Linked DNA regions of Macaca mulatta: region 2 is linked to region 1. Evidence: chromatin contacts called from public Hi-C data. All regions are on one chromosome and are shown on one strand. Each heading gives the region's core, a stretch centred on a gene start, on an enhancer-like site or on the middle of the called end of the contact. The rest is flanking DNA. Distances are from core to core; before and after follow the strand shown.

What was found. A called contact is a pair of places that touch in the nucleus more often than the background predicts.
Region 2: a Hi-C map of fetal cortex germinal zone shows a contact between it and region 1, with 4 times the contacts expected there. The contact joins the promoter of TCF4 here to the enhancer-like site in region 1. A contact is called at or near these places in 2 of 14 Hi-C or Micro-C datasets (fetal cortex germinal zone and fetal cortical plate).

Annotation. Positions count from the first base shown.
Region 1 is chr18:25,121,391-25,128,436 of T2T-MMU8v2.0, reverse strand. No RefSeq gene overlaps it. Among named protein-coding and RNA genes, the nearest start is that of TCF4, 280 kb to the left of the region's middle. Within about 2 kb of position 4,231, at least 8 of the 40 cell types and tissues checked have an H3K27ac peak or open chromatin away from gene starts, as enhancers often do. A contact at or near this core is called in fetal cortex germinal zone, where this site is marked.
Region 2 is chr18:25,398,360-25,405,405 of T2T-MMU8v2.0, reverse strand. TCF4 (transcription factor 4) reads right to left here and starts at 3,063. Exons shown (of 20, transcript XM_077975076.1): 1 at 2,543-3,063; 2 at 260-351. The coding sequence starts at 331.

The sequences.
Region 1 (7,046 bases), core at 2,982-5,481:
GAATTTCAGTTGTAATAAGCCAGTAGGTATGCATACAGTTTCCCCTTTTTTAATAAAAAGAAAACAATTTGTCAATTTTTTTGAGTTTTAAAAATTTCTATGAATAAGGGTTCTGAGCAGTTTTTGGAATGACTCAAATGCACTTTGGGAAGGAAAATTGCTTTGAAATTCTTTGAGTCTTCAAACACAGCCACTGTGTGAGGAACTTCTGATTGCTAATTTGCCTGCACGCAGTCTATATGGAAATCTGATCACTTACTGTTATCCACTATATTTGTGTCATTTTGCATCGAACCTGAAAAGAGAAGGAACAAGTTTCCTTTTATAACTAAAAGAAGAGCATACTATGTATTAGAATCTAGTCACTTTTTTTCTTAAACTTTGAATTTTTACATGTGAATTTAGTGTATCACATTTGCTGCCATCACAAGCCAAAATGTCAGGTTTTGTATAAAGAGGGGATAGGTGTGTTATGAAGATTTTTACAAGCTGAAGACAACAGGATTTTGGGGAGGGTGTAGAGTATAAGTACTTGAAATATATCAAGAGATTGGGGCGGGAAGGAAGGAACAGGGAAAAGCACAGATGCAGGGGGTGAGGAGAAAATCCATGTCCTTAAGTGAAAATGGTTAAGAGCCTTACATTCTAATGAATGCCTTGAATTAACAGCATGGAAATGTGAGGATGTATTTGCTGGAATGGAGTTCTAATTTGACACACTCTACAGGATTTCTAGAGATTAAGGTTTAGAAAACTTGAAAACGACATGGGTCCAGATATCATCAATGCTCTGAAATAGGAAAATGACCACAGGTGAGAGGAGACAATCAATTCTGATTCTACTTTGACAGAGAGTGAGAGAGAAAAAAGACCAAACAATTATTTCAATTCTTTCTGTTCATAAAAGCTCTCATCACTCCCTGCTTTACTCCCAAATGTTCGCATTCGATTTAAATTCTGAGTCACTAGAGCTATGGTGAGCCAGCAGCATTAAGCAGGGGATGGGGAACAAAGTCCCTTTAGGCCAGTCACCTGTTGGGTTTGGGGTAAAACAGAAATTGAAAAATTACTTTCCTCTCAAAACATTAGAGTAGCTCCAAAGCAATGAGGACTAAAACTGTTGCAGAGTCGTGTGTGTGTGTGTGTGTGTGTGTGTGTGTGAGAGAGAGAGAGAGACCAATGAAACAGAGGACAGAGAGAGGAAAGAGAATGAAATTGTCAACATGAATGAAATTGAAGAAAGATTTCCCTAAGGAATATATACATATATATATATATATATATATATTCACATATTAAAGAACATATGTGAAACTATATAAATGGAACATAAGTATTTCCAGCCATGGAATTAAAAACACACACATATTGTGTGTATCTGTATGTGTTTTTTAAAATTTTTTTGTTAGTAGTTTTTTGGAAGGAAAAAGGAAACAAGTGCCATTTTACCAGCTATATCATCGTATTCACAACCACCAAGCCGAGGTCTTCTGACTGAGCGAATTAGCCTCGTTTACTTCTTCATTACCCTGCATCGCTCGACGTGCTTCTCTGCATAACAGGGTTAATCACAACGAAATGAAATCATTTGATTTTATTAATTTCTTATATAGTATGTCCTCCAGAATTCTTACCAATGCTAGGACATTAGGGAATACTGCTGTGTACTAAATTTGCTCCCTCTGCTGGCTGTCTCTGAGGGAATGGTAAAACTACTGGCTCACACATAACAAGAACTATTGTTTGCGAAAACACACACACACCACACACACCAGTTTGTTCTGAGGGAAACAGTACCAGTGCATTGTGAGTTAGCTCTGTGCTCTTCTGACACTGACACCAGTAGCACAGCCAGAACAACATTTTCTTCCCAGAATGCTTTGGCCGCTGAAGGCAAATAAAAAGTTGGGAGGGGTTGGGAGAGAGGGGGAGGCTGGAGTAGGAGGTGAGGGTTGTTCTGTATCTAAGGCTTAGATAAGAATACTGCCATACCTCACCTCGGGAGCTTCTTTCATCTTCATTCCTTGCTGATACCTGTTAAGTTCCCAAAGGAGGGTGGGAGAGCTTTATCCTGACAGCCTTTCCCACCGTCAAAGCCATTTAATACCAATAATTGCATAACATTTGGTTCCACAGGACTAGCTGGACAGGAGACGCGTCATGGACTTAGTTAAAAAGCCAGTGCCCATATTAGAAATCCTAGATTCATGCAATGTAAGGTAGTTTGTATAAAATATATAGAGTTAAAAAGAGCAAGAGTTAATTTTCCCAAATGAGTTAGCAAATTTGAAAAGAAATAGGGAAACGCCCTGGAAATGTAGTTTTGAACCATGTATAACATTTCCTGTGAAAGGGCATTCCGTTTAGTAATTAAGCTAGTTAAATAGACAGTGTTCCAAGCATATTTTATTTTATATACCAACTTAGAAATTGGAAAAAATCATGCAACTGTAATAAGATTTCAACAAATGAATAGATTAGATGAACCTAACATAAAATGTGTTTTTTTCTTGAAGTTAGGAAAAAACTGCCTTTCTCTCTGAGATACACAAAATTATTTCTTGCCCTTTGTGAAAAGATTAAGGGAGTTAAATCGTAGCCACAGACTTGGAACCACCAGGAAATTTTTCAAAAAGAAAAAAAAAGGAAGAAAGAAAGGAAGGAAAGGAAGGGATGGAAGAAAAAATGCTATCTATCAATGTAAATTCTTTAATAAAGTTTCTTAATGTACTTGATCATACGACATTAAATTCCGCTTTTCCCTCTTAATGACTTTCTTAGGGGAAAAAAAAAAGCCACAATTAGAAAAGATAAAGAGAATAAAAGAAATGAGTCTATAAAAATCTGAATAAATGGGAATTTATACTTTATTTAATGTCAATCTGCTCCAATTTTTATGTTTGTTATCTGTACCCGCCTGCATACCTGGGATTGCATTGAATTGTTTTGGTATCGAAATATACTCTCTTGCCTTTGAAATTCATGCAGACCTTACTTGTCCTTCAAAAAGGAAAGCATCCTATTTTGGTTAATGGGCCTAAAAAAAAAACAACAACAACAAAAGTAAATTGTGATAGCAATTAGGCTCCTCAGTGAGCATGCTCAGTGGGTCTCTCCTGGTTGCTAGGCAACCGGCTGAAGGTGTGTGGCAAAAGAGGGCCCCAAATGTGAAAACATAAGCACCTTTGGCATAGGTTTCATCCAGTCTAGAAAGCCATGTGCATTTACTTACTTAATTATGGGATGCCCTTGGTGGGTTTCCTGGATTCCCTTTCCGCACTTGGGGGGAAAGGTGTGGGGGTGAGGAAGGGATACAGAGTGGAGGATCAAACAGGGTGGGTTCAAGAACCACAGCGAATCCTTCCAGAAACGGCATCGTGTGTGAATTGGGTTGCAGTTTTATAGTGTGTGTGTGACCATTTATTTTTCATTTTGGGAGTCGTAGTTAGCTCTTAACCACCAAGCTCCGGCGGCTCAGTATGTCACGGCACCGTTCTGATCCCACCCTGGATCAGCGTAACAGCGCACATCGGAAATTTAAGCTTCGCAGATAAATCCATTTTCACATACTCGAGTCGTATAACAGAAAATTTCCAGTTAAACCACATTGTTAAATTAAAGGTTGCAGCCCGTATTCAAAAGCCCATCCGCAAGCTCTGGGGTTCTGCTGAAGAAGCACGTACAGTAGTTCAGAGAACGATGCGGTGAAGTAAAAATGAGTCAACTTTTAGAAACCACACAAAACGCTTCGTCTTTGGTGAGTACAGTGCCATCTCCATCAGCACCTCTAAGTAGCAACCCCACCAAACACCTGGTTCGGTCCACAGCGACAGCTCACTGTCTCTCCAGTGGTAACAATTTAGAGGCAGGATGCTAAACAAGATATATACATGATGTCAAATATTGGCTGCACACATCTAAGCCAATCACTTCTAAATAAATTAACCATGGCACTGCCTAATACGATCCACCTGCTTTCTTCCTTGCGTTGTTCCAGACCCTACCTGAACCCCCCTTTGATTAAATGTCAAAAGCTTGCCTTGTGCCTGCAGATTTCACTGAAGGCGGATAACAGAAAGGTTCCTCCTGTGACTCCATAAAACTGAAATAAATTCCACTGGCATCTTGTAAATTTTTATTTTCTACAATGACTGCAGGCCCCATCTGCGGCCCAGCTGTTATTAGAACGGAAAGCGTTGGCCCTTCTGCATTACAAAACAGCATAGAACAGTAATTGCCAGTGGAAGAGATTAAGTGTAGACACTAAAAATGTTTACTCGCAATGAATATGCATAACGATGGGTAGGAAACAGCACTGGAAGATTAAAAAGAGAGAAGGGTTTGTTTACAAGGCTGGGAAAAAAAAAGAGTGGAATGTCAGTTGGCCCCGAGCCTGAAATAGGAACGAAAAACCTTTGGGCAAGGCATTAGGGAGAAAAACAGATGGTTTGTGAACCTTTTATTAGATAGAAAAATCATTAATCAAGCCCAGGCTGGAAATGGCAGGGTTTTTGGTAGTTCATATTTTAGTTTATTTTTTCTTAAAGTGACAGTATACTTTTATTATTTATTTATTTATTTTTTTGGGTCTTTTTGGGACAGTCATCTATGGATCATCTGTCAATAGGTACTGCGTTTGTATGACATTCCGCATTAAAGCCAGTTTCACTTTAAGGTAGTGTTAGTACTCATTTGTTCTCCTGAGGAAATTCCTCCAAAGGATTTCACATTTCAGCACCTGTTTTGCCCATATAGCAATTAAAAAAAAAATTGCAGCATGAAATTTTTTTTTTCCATTCATGTGCCATTCCTTTGCTTTGGGAACTTGGGGAAGAAAACGGAGAAAAGGAAACTTTTACATGTAAGGCTTTGCTCACTACCTTGATTCATAGCAGTTTAAGAAAAATAGGTAGTAACAATAATTACAAATTGATTCATCTCCTGAGAGGGAATCTATACCATTTCATTGGAAAGAGTCATCAAGAGGTTGGAAGAGTCCCATTTGAAACTACACTTCTTAAAAAATTAATCTGTGCCCTTTGGACTTGAAGACGTTGGACTTTACATTTTTGTTAATAATGGTAGTGAAAATCTCAGGGAAAGGCATATCCTAGAGACTAACAAAATCCTGGAATTAGTCGTGCAAAGCCCCTCATTTGCTATTAGCCAGTCATCAAACCCCAGGAAAGAATGACAGGGGCATTATTATTTAAATTAAATGCATGTAACACTTTCATGTCCACAGCGTGTATGTATACCTAAACATATACATTTACATGAACATAACTATACACACGTGTGTGTGACAGTATGTGTGTCTCTGTGTGTGTATGTGTGAGCTACTGACTTCAGGAGTGAGACAGCAGGGTGGAAGAATATTAGAATAAAATTGCCTACAGCCAGACTCAAGGTTAATCTTGACATGCAATCCTAAGGTTTTGCTGTGATTTGCCACGTGCTTGAAGCCGGTAACTCATTTCTACTTTGGGAAGCTACTCTCGATCTTAACTGTAAAATGTTCATTTTCCTGCTTACTTTATTTAGTATTGGGATGGAAAATTGACTTCACCTGGGTTGTCACTCCTGGAGCTAAGCATTGTTGATGTAGGACTTCCATGATTATGAAGTGGGGCAATTTCTTTTTAAGGAATTACAAAGTACTTGGAAAGAATCTCATTCATGTTTTTACTCTTTCAGTCAGAAATGTTTTTTAAATAACTTCATTCAATAGTAAATATCACCAATAATGCAAGTTATTCTTTGACAAAAAATGCTCCTAGATAATACATTGGTTTCCTTTCCTTATTTCCCATGACAGCAACTGTGGAAGTCAAGGCCAGAAATCACCCACTATGTCATCTGATATTCCTGATTGTTATACCTATCCTCAATGCGAAGGAAATGAGACCAGTTGAAACGTCCACATGAAAATAAGAAGAAGGAGAGAAGGTTTTCTAATTGCAGGTCTCTGTTCTGATCTCATTACCATCTCCCTCTGATCATCATTCTCCTGAAAATCTTAGCTTCATTCATACCCCTTCCTTTCCCCTAGTTTCCTTTATGAACTTATTTATCTTCATGCAATTCGCTTGCAGTTAATGTCATTGTTAAATAAAGAACGCCATAAAGGAATGAGATCAGCAGTGACCTTCTGCACAGTTTCCAAAGCCTCGCCAACCTACCTCTGTGTCCTGGTCTGACTTATGGCAGAAACAGAAGTTCAAAGACCTGGCTGATATGCTCCTTTAAAAACACTTCCACAACACAGTTAACATTTTCTGTTTTCTGACATTCTTTTTCTAAAGAGATGCTTAAAGCAAAAAAGGTTTCCTGCCACAAAAATGACATTAATATTTCGTAAATCAAGAACTAAGATAATGTTTTGGCTGCTACAGAGACATTTACCTTATGTCGTTTATCTCAATGCTTTTCGATTAAAACATGACACAATTTTTGGACTGTTTTTTACCGGAAAAAAACAATTCCAAGAACTTTCTTATTTCAGAGCCTAAAATTCTTTAGTATATTCCTCATCAGAATTCACTGTGGAGTATACAGCCTTTTAGCTCATTGAGAAAGTCTTCCCAAATAACAAGCCTTTTCCAAAGATCATCTGAGTGCACTAAATCAAATAATCAACTAAAAGTCAAGAAGAAACCTTCAAATGAAAACCATATAAGTATGTTTGTAAACTTTCAAGTAACTACAATGTCAACAACTGTATTCCCCAAGATACAATACTTTTCTATATTGACCTATTACAAAACTCGATTCATTCAAAGAACAGATTTTTTTTTGTTTTAAAAACAACAACAACAACAACAAAAAAGAACCCAAAACTTTAGAAATCAAAGAAGCCCTCTTGAGTGAGCATCTGCTGAAGGAGGTATTAAAATCACAAAAATGATTATGGATTTCAAACTTTTTTACAAATTTGAAAAATATGGGAGGAATAAGGTTTTAGCGGTGATGCTAATTTCCTAGTATTATATACAAATCTGTACAGTACTTTTTTCCCCACAAACTTGCTTATAATCAAACGTTTT
Region 2 (7,046 bases), core at 1,814-4,313, 280 kb before region 1:
GATTCCATTATTTGGGGTAATCAGTGGGTCGGGAATTGAAGGCCGGTAATAAAACTCAAAAAAACAAAAAGCCTGAATCTTCCATCACACCCCAAATTATAGTTAAAAACTTGTCAAAAAGACCTTCATATTTACCAAGGATTCAGCCAATTAAAAATTATTACTGTCCTTTGGATTCCTACTGGTTTCTAGCTGAAGTGTTTGGGTTTTTGTTTTGTTTTTTTCACAGCTGTTGTTAGTTTCCACCGTTCTTTCTTACCGCACTGAAATCCAGTAAATCACTCAGCTCTTTGTCCGTCCCTAAGGCAGCCATTCGCTGTTGGTGATGCATTTTAGCAAAATCACACAAACCTAGAAACATGGAAATAACCGCAATCAGAAAATCCAGTCCCAATCCTTGGAGAAAACACAATCGGATTTTTGGAGACTGGGGGGTTGGGGGTAGGGACGTGGGGGCGGGTGGGATTAAGGTGGAAAGGAGGAAGGGATGGGAGACTTGTTGTTGGGTTGGGTTTGGTTTTGTTTTTTTAAGATGGAATAGGCAGCAATAGCAAAAAAAAAAAAAAAAAAAAAAAAAGCGATATTGTATTTCCAAAGAGACGATCAAACTGGTAACATCCACTGTAAAACCAAATCCGGGAAAGAGAAAAAAAAAAAAAAAAAAAAGCCGCTCTTCAGCGCATCATTTTATGCAACAGGAGGTAGAGCGAGAAATGAATGGATCACAGAGAAAAGAGAAACTACTGAGAACGATCCGGTCTCAACTTTCCCCCCACCCTGCACCCCACCCCCCTCGCACACTCACACTCGCACACGCACACGCACACACACTCGCACACACCACTCCCCTCCGCTTTTCAAAGTAGCTATCAAGAAATTAAAGATGAGCGTCTCTGGAGTGAAAACACGTCCAAAGGGGGAGGGGTGGGGTGACAGGGTTGGGGGGAGTGGAGTGGAGGGTCGGGTCCTGTAATTGTCCAGCACCCTAATTTGTGAAAGAAAGGGGTTATAAAAATTAAAGTCAGGCCCCTGGCAAAGTCCTCGGTCCCTCCGAGGGGGCATCGCGGGGAGGGGCGGGGGGGCTGGCGGCGAGGGGGAGGGAAGCGGCGGGAGGGGAAGGGGTGTCTCTTCTGGGAGCGCCGGGCGCCGGGAGCCCGCGGCGCGGGAGGCGCGGAGCCGCGTGCGGGGCCGCCGAGCCCGAGCCCCGCGCCGCCGGGCGCCTCCGCCCCGCCGAGCCCCGCCGGCGCCGGTACCTACCGCCCGCGCGCGAGAAGGGGCTCTCCGTGCACCGCCGGCGCCGAGGCGGCGTTCATGTCTAACCGCCGCCGCCACCGCCGCCGCCTGCTCCTGCGCCCGCTCCCGCGCCTGCTGCCTCCCCGCCGCCGCCGCCGCCGCCGCCGCCACTACAGATCCGCAGACACACAGCCAAGATCCCTGACTCTTAACACCAACTCTCTTCTCCGGGGAGGGGAGGGGACGGAGGGAAGGGGGGAGGGGGAAACACGCCGAGGCGCACGGAATTGCAAGTTCAGCAAAGAAATGGGTGGGGGGGCTCCGGCGGGGAGACGCGACTTGCTCCGGGTCGGGCAGGCTAGGATGCATCCCCCTCGCACCCACCCCAAGGGAAAAAAAAAAAAAAATCTCAACACCTCCCCCGCCTCGCCAAAAAATACAAACGAAAATTCATCGAGCACCTCATTTTTCCTCAGATCGTCAGTTACAATCTGAAGCCTGAACAGTTCAGTTTTTGCCCGTTGCATCCCTCGGAGGCACTTTGAAATTTATTCGAGTTTACATCCCTTCACTTCTTTCTTTCTCTTACTCTCGTTCCCTCTCACTCACACATCCACACACGGCAAAGCAAGTTTATACTAGGCTGCAAATACACGTGATGCAAAAAGACTTTGCCAAGAGGAACAATATTTTTCTTTTTCGTCTATAAATCAAGCCACATTTTCCTGGGGAGATTTTCGTTTCGGTAGTTTTGCGTTGGGGGCGAAATCTGAATTGCACACTTTCTTTCCCCTCCCTTTTAAGTCACAGAATAGTATAACTGCAAACTTCGGGGGAAAAAAAAAAAAAGGACAATTTTTGGGGGTGGATGTTGTTTTGTTTTTGCACTTGAGTTCCTAGGCACGCTAAGTCCCTGTTCGCCAACACTGTAAGTTTTTAATTCAACATTTACCATTATAGGCCCTTCATGCTCTTAAAACATACTTTTTCACATCACTTTTTAGGATAAAATTTAAGCTTCATAATTCTATCGTTTTGTAATAACAAGCGTGCTTTATCCGGTATATGCAACATACGCTATTTTAACGTGTGTTTGGAAAAAAAAAAAAAAAAAAAAAAAAAACACATTCTACAAACCCTGGTATTGCTAGATGTGCGAGTACATACACAAAATGCATGCACACACTTTTTCCCATTGGCAATTATTTAATAGGTTGTCCCTTTTGTTTTAATAAAACATCGGGATCGACATTTTAAAAATTAAATTCAATTACAAACAGTTTACTCTGACGGCAAATTGAAACGTTACCTTAAATGGCCACAAATATTCTCACAATATTCCAAGGAAAGAGACTTTAAAAAGATAGACAAAAATCTTCTGCAAGTACTTAGTATCTCACATGTGTATCCCCAAAAAGTATTTTAACTGGTACTCAGTCCTGCTCCAGGGATATCCACAGATTACAAGATTATGCACCTGGCTCTGGTTTTTGCATTTTCCACCATAAAACTGCAACAAAATTCCCTCCCCCAAAAAAGAAATCATTAAAAAAAAAATCCAACAACTTTTTCTTATTGTTTATAAAAAACAAAAATCAACACAGGATAGTTATAATTTTTCCTCAAACAAATCTTGTTGGTGATTTTTTTTCTTCTTCTCTCAAGTATTAAACTTGTTCCAAGTTTAGAGGTGTCTCATCATCATCATCCTCCTCCTCATCATCATCACCATGGACTCCCCCGTGGAGTCACATTGATAATAATAGGTTTCCCTGAAAGATACATTGTAATCCATTCACATCCGGGAACTGCGGGCTTATAAAGAGAAGGAGCTGCGGCCGCGGCTGCTCCTCCAGACAATGACTGGGAAGGGGCGGGGCGGGAGCGGGCGACCATAGAGTGGTAAACAGAGCTCCTAGAAAGGCGTCCAAGATGGCGGTACGCGTCGACCACGCCTCCTCCAGGAGCGGAGGCGGGTGGCTGTCCTCGGGTGGGCGTCGCGCGTGGGGCGGCACTGCGGGAGTTCCCGAGGCCGAGGTCGTTCGCAGGCCCCATTTCCCTGCGCTCTTATTCGTGTTGCCGCTTCTTGGCCGTCCTTGCTCTTTAACACAAAAGTGTAGTTTCGGCATAAATCTACAAATTAAACTCCACAGACTTCTGCAGGGAAGTGAGATCCCCCCAGGTCTCCCTGAGGAAGGCTCGGGAAGGACTGGGCCGACCTTCCTCACAGCAAGCCCTACCCCGGATTCTCTCACTTTGTGGAGCCGGATTTCTCAGGGAGCCTTGGGTGGTATGGGAAAAGGCCTCTGAGCCAAGTTGGTCCTAGGCTGAAAGAGGGATGAACTCCACCCTATCTTCTTACAGGTCCATGGAATTGTGAGGACTTTCTAAGTCCAGAAAGTCTTCACTTGGAGAAGACTTTCATCTGTTGCTTTGTAGACTCAAATGTAGTTTGTACCATTAGCCACGACTGGCTCAACTAACTGCTTGTGGCCAAGCAGTTACCTTCTCTAGCCAGTTTTCTGGTCTGTGAAAAGCACATAATGCCCACTTTATGAATTTTGTAGTGGATACCGATAAAGATGAAGCCACCGTGAAAGGAATAATTCCTTTCCATGGCTAATTCATTGCTAAATCAACTGAAACCTCTAACCTAGCCAGTGGAATTTTAAATGGAAATTTCCCTACTCCAGAAGAATAGCTTTTAGTCCTTGCAACAGAAAAGCAAGTAACAATAACGACAGGTAACACATATAATATGTTTACTATGTGCCAAACACTGTTCTTATAATTTCACAAATATTGGTTACTTTAAGCCTAAGAATAACCCTATGGAGTGTGTGTTACTACCCTATTTTGTATATTGGGCAACAGAAGCAAGTAAAATTGGGTTGCTTGACCCAGGGAAGAAGTTTTCTAAGTGGTACAAACTTGCCTAACTGTCACACAACTATATTGAGTGACAGAGCCCACCGTTGAAACCCGTCTGTGATCATAGTCCACATTCAACCATATTCCTATACCATCTGGCAGTGGGAACATCCTAATCTCCATTTTTCTGATAAAAGTTTGTGGCAATAACAGAGTTCAGATCGATTTCGGGGATCTTTTATTTACATGTAAGTTTTTACAGAACAAGAATAAAGGCATTTATTGGTTGTTTCCTGTACATTCATACATGGTGAAGATTCCTGTCTTCCATCCCCATTCTGTGTTCCCATCTTAGAATCATAGCTTACATTTAGACATTACTTTATGCTGCATTATCACAAGCATCATCCCCAGTTCTCAGAGTTAACCCCTACAGGCTCTGCTTAGATGATGTAATGAAAAGATCGCAAACGTTGTGTTAGGAGAAATATTCCACTGATTCTACCTCTAGTCATTCTGTGACCTAAGGCCCAATGTCAATGTCTTTTGCTGTAAAATCCAGAGATTAGATAATCCAATAAAACCCCTTCTAGCTTTTAGGTTTTTAAGATTCCTCATTCCGCTGAATTTCTTTTATTGTTTTGTTTTGTTTTGAGACAGAGTGTCGCTCTTGCTGTCCAGGCTGGAGTGCAATGGCGCAATCTTGGCTCATTGCAACCTCCGCCTCCCAGGTTCAAGCGATTCTCCTGCCTCAGCCTCCCAAGTATCTGGGATTACAGGCATGCGCCACCCCGCTCGGCTAATTTTGTATTTTTAGTAGAGACGGGATTTCTCCATGTTGGTCAGGCTGGTCTGGAACTGCTGACCTCAGGTGATCCACCCACCTCAGCCTCCCAAAGTGCTGGAATTACAGGTGTGAGCCACCGCACCCAGCCACATTCCGCTGAATTTCAAGGGCAATAAATAATCCATCCAGAAACCAGTGATAAGATGAAGTTTGGGATCTAAAGGTATTCGATTGCTAGTCTAGTTGCTTGTTCATTTTTTGACCCTACAATCAGAAAATGATGGAACCACCCTTCATATTTTAAATTTCAGGGACAAATGGGGGTGTTTTGTCTTCTTTTTTTCTTTTTTATTGGTTTTGTTTTTGTTTCTCCTTAATTGTCAGAGAATAACTACTTACTCTGTCAGAGAATTGTCAGAGAATAAGTTATACTTAGAAGATTGGAGGCACCTAAGAAAAGGAGAACCAAGATGATCCTGTGAAACTTAAATAAAAAAGGAGGGGTAGTAGGTATGTTTTGGGGTGTCTCTTCAATTTGCAAACTCCCTTGTCTAGGAACCTGTTCATAAATCCTCATATAGAGGTTTGTCTTAGTCAATTCAGACTGGCCAAAATACCATAGACTGGATGACTTCAACAGCAGACATTTGTTTTTCACACCACTGGAGGCTACAAAGTCTGACATTAGGGTGCCGTCATGGTCAAGTTCTGGAGAGGGCTCTCTTCCTGGCTTGCAAATGAATTCTCACTGAATTCTCACATGGTGGAGAAAGAAAGAGCTTTGGTCTTCCTTCCTCTTCTTATGAGAACACTAATGCCATCATGGAGGCTCCCCCTTCATGATCTCAGTTAACCCTAGTTATCTCCCAAAGACTCCATCTCCTAATACTAGCACATTGGGAATTAGGGTTTCAACTGAATTTTGGAGGGGACGCAAACATTCAGTTCCTTGCAAGGTAGAACTTGATGGGGGTGTCACATGACTCCTTCTTGCCCCATCCCCACCAGCCCCAGCAGATTGGACCCCAGGAGCGAAAAGAGGAAGAGATTGACTGTAGTCTATGGTGAGTGATGGATCAGGCACATCTTGTAGTCAGCGGGCCAGACCTGGTCCCAGCAAGCTAAGCCATGTGAGAGCCATGGTTATAGGGAAACAAGAACCATGAGTAAGCAGAGGAAGCTGCTCTTCAGATGAGAGAGAGCAGTCTTGGGAGTTCCAAGAAAAGCAGACAAACAATTAAGTCCTAGGAAGAAGTGCCTAGAGATTATTTCCCAATTACTATGAGGAGTGCAGTATCCCCTGTCCATGAGATTGCTAATTCCTACAATGTTCCTCTTCCCCAGGTGAGTTGACCTATGTTTCTGATCCTTACTACTAAAGAACTTCATACAAAAAAAGATTCTTTACCTTTCAACATTGTCAAAACTGTCATTAACATTTTTTTCTAAAGTAGTGACCGCTATTCTAGGGAGTAAACTAAAAAAAATTGCTTCACTCCCACATGATAGAGAGCCTATCTGATTCATTGTGCCACCTATAATCAGAACAGCACAGACACGTGTCATTCATTCCCTTTTCTGTCTCTTTGTGACCTTGGGCAAGTTTCACATTATGTCAGATGTAAAAAAAAAAAAAAAAATATTTAACTATCTTAAATACCTTACATGACTGATTAAAATCAAATGAGATAATGTAAATGAAAGTGCTTTGTAAATGATAAATTTCTGTCAAATATAAGGCATCATTATTGCATGAGCTGAGTTAATGCCTAAAGATAATGCTTCTTTCACAGTAGCATGGAAGGAGTGGCAAATATTTATACCCCATGGATTCGTAGACAGAAACAAATTATATATTCAAGGGTACTTGGTCTAAAGCCCTCATTTGTAGTTGAGAATGTCAAGGCTCAAGTGGGAAGACTAGGCCAAGGTCATGTCGTTAATGAGCGGCATAGCCAGGCAGCCCTCTGGTAATCCAGAATGCCCTACCATTCTCCTTCAAATTCCATCCAGTTTGTACTCCCTGAGTCCCACCTATGTTAAAATAAACAAGCAAATAAAGCCACAAACAACAACAAAAATTAGCTGTCTGATGCTCTAATGAAATTCATCCAAAGATGCAGCAAGTAATTTTTGAGCATCTACCTTGTGTCAG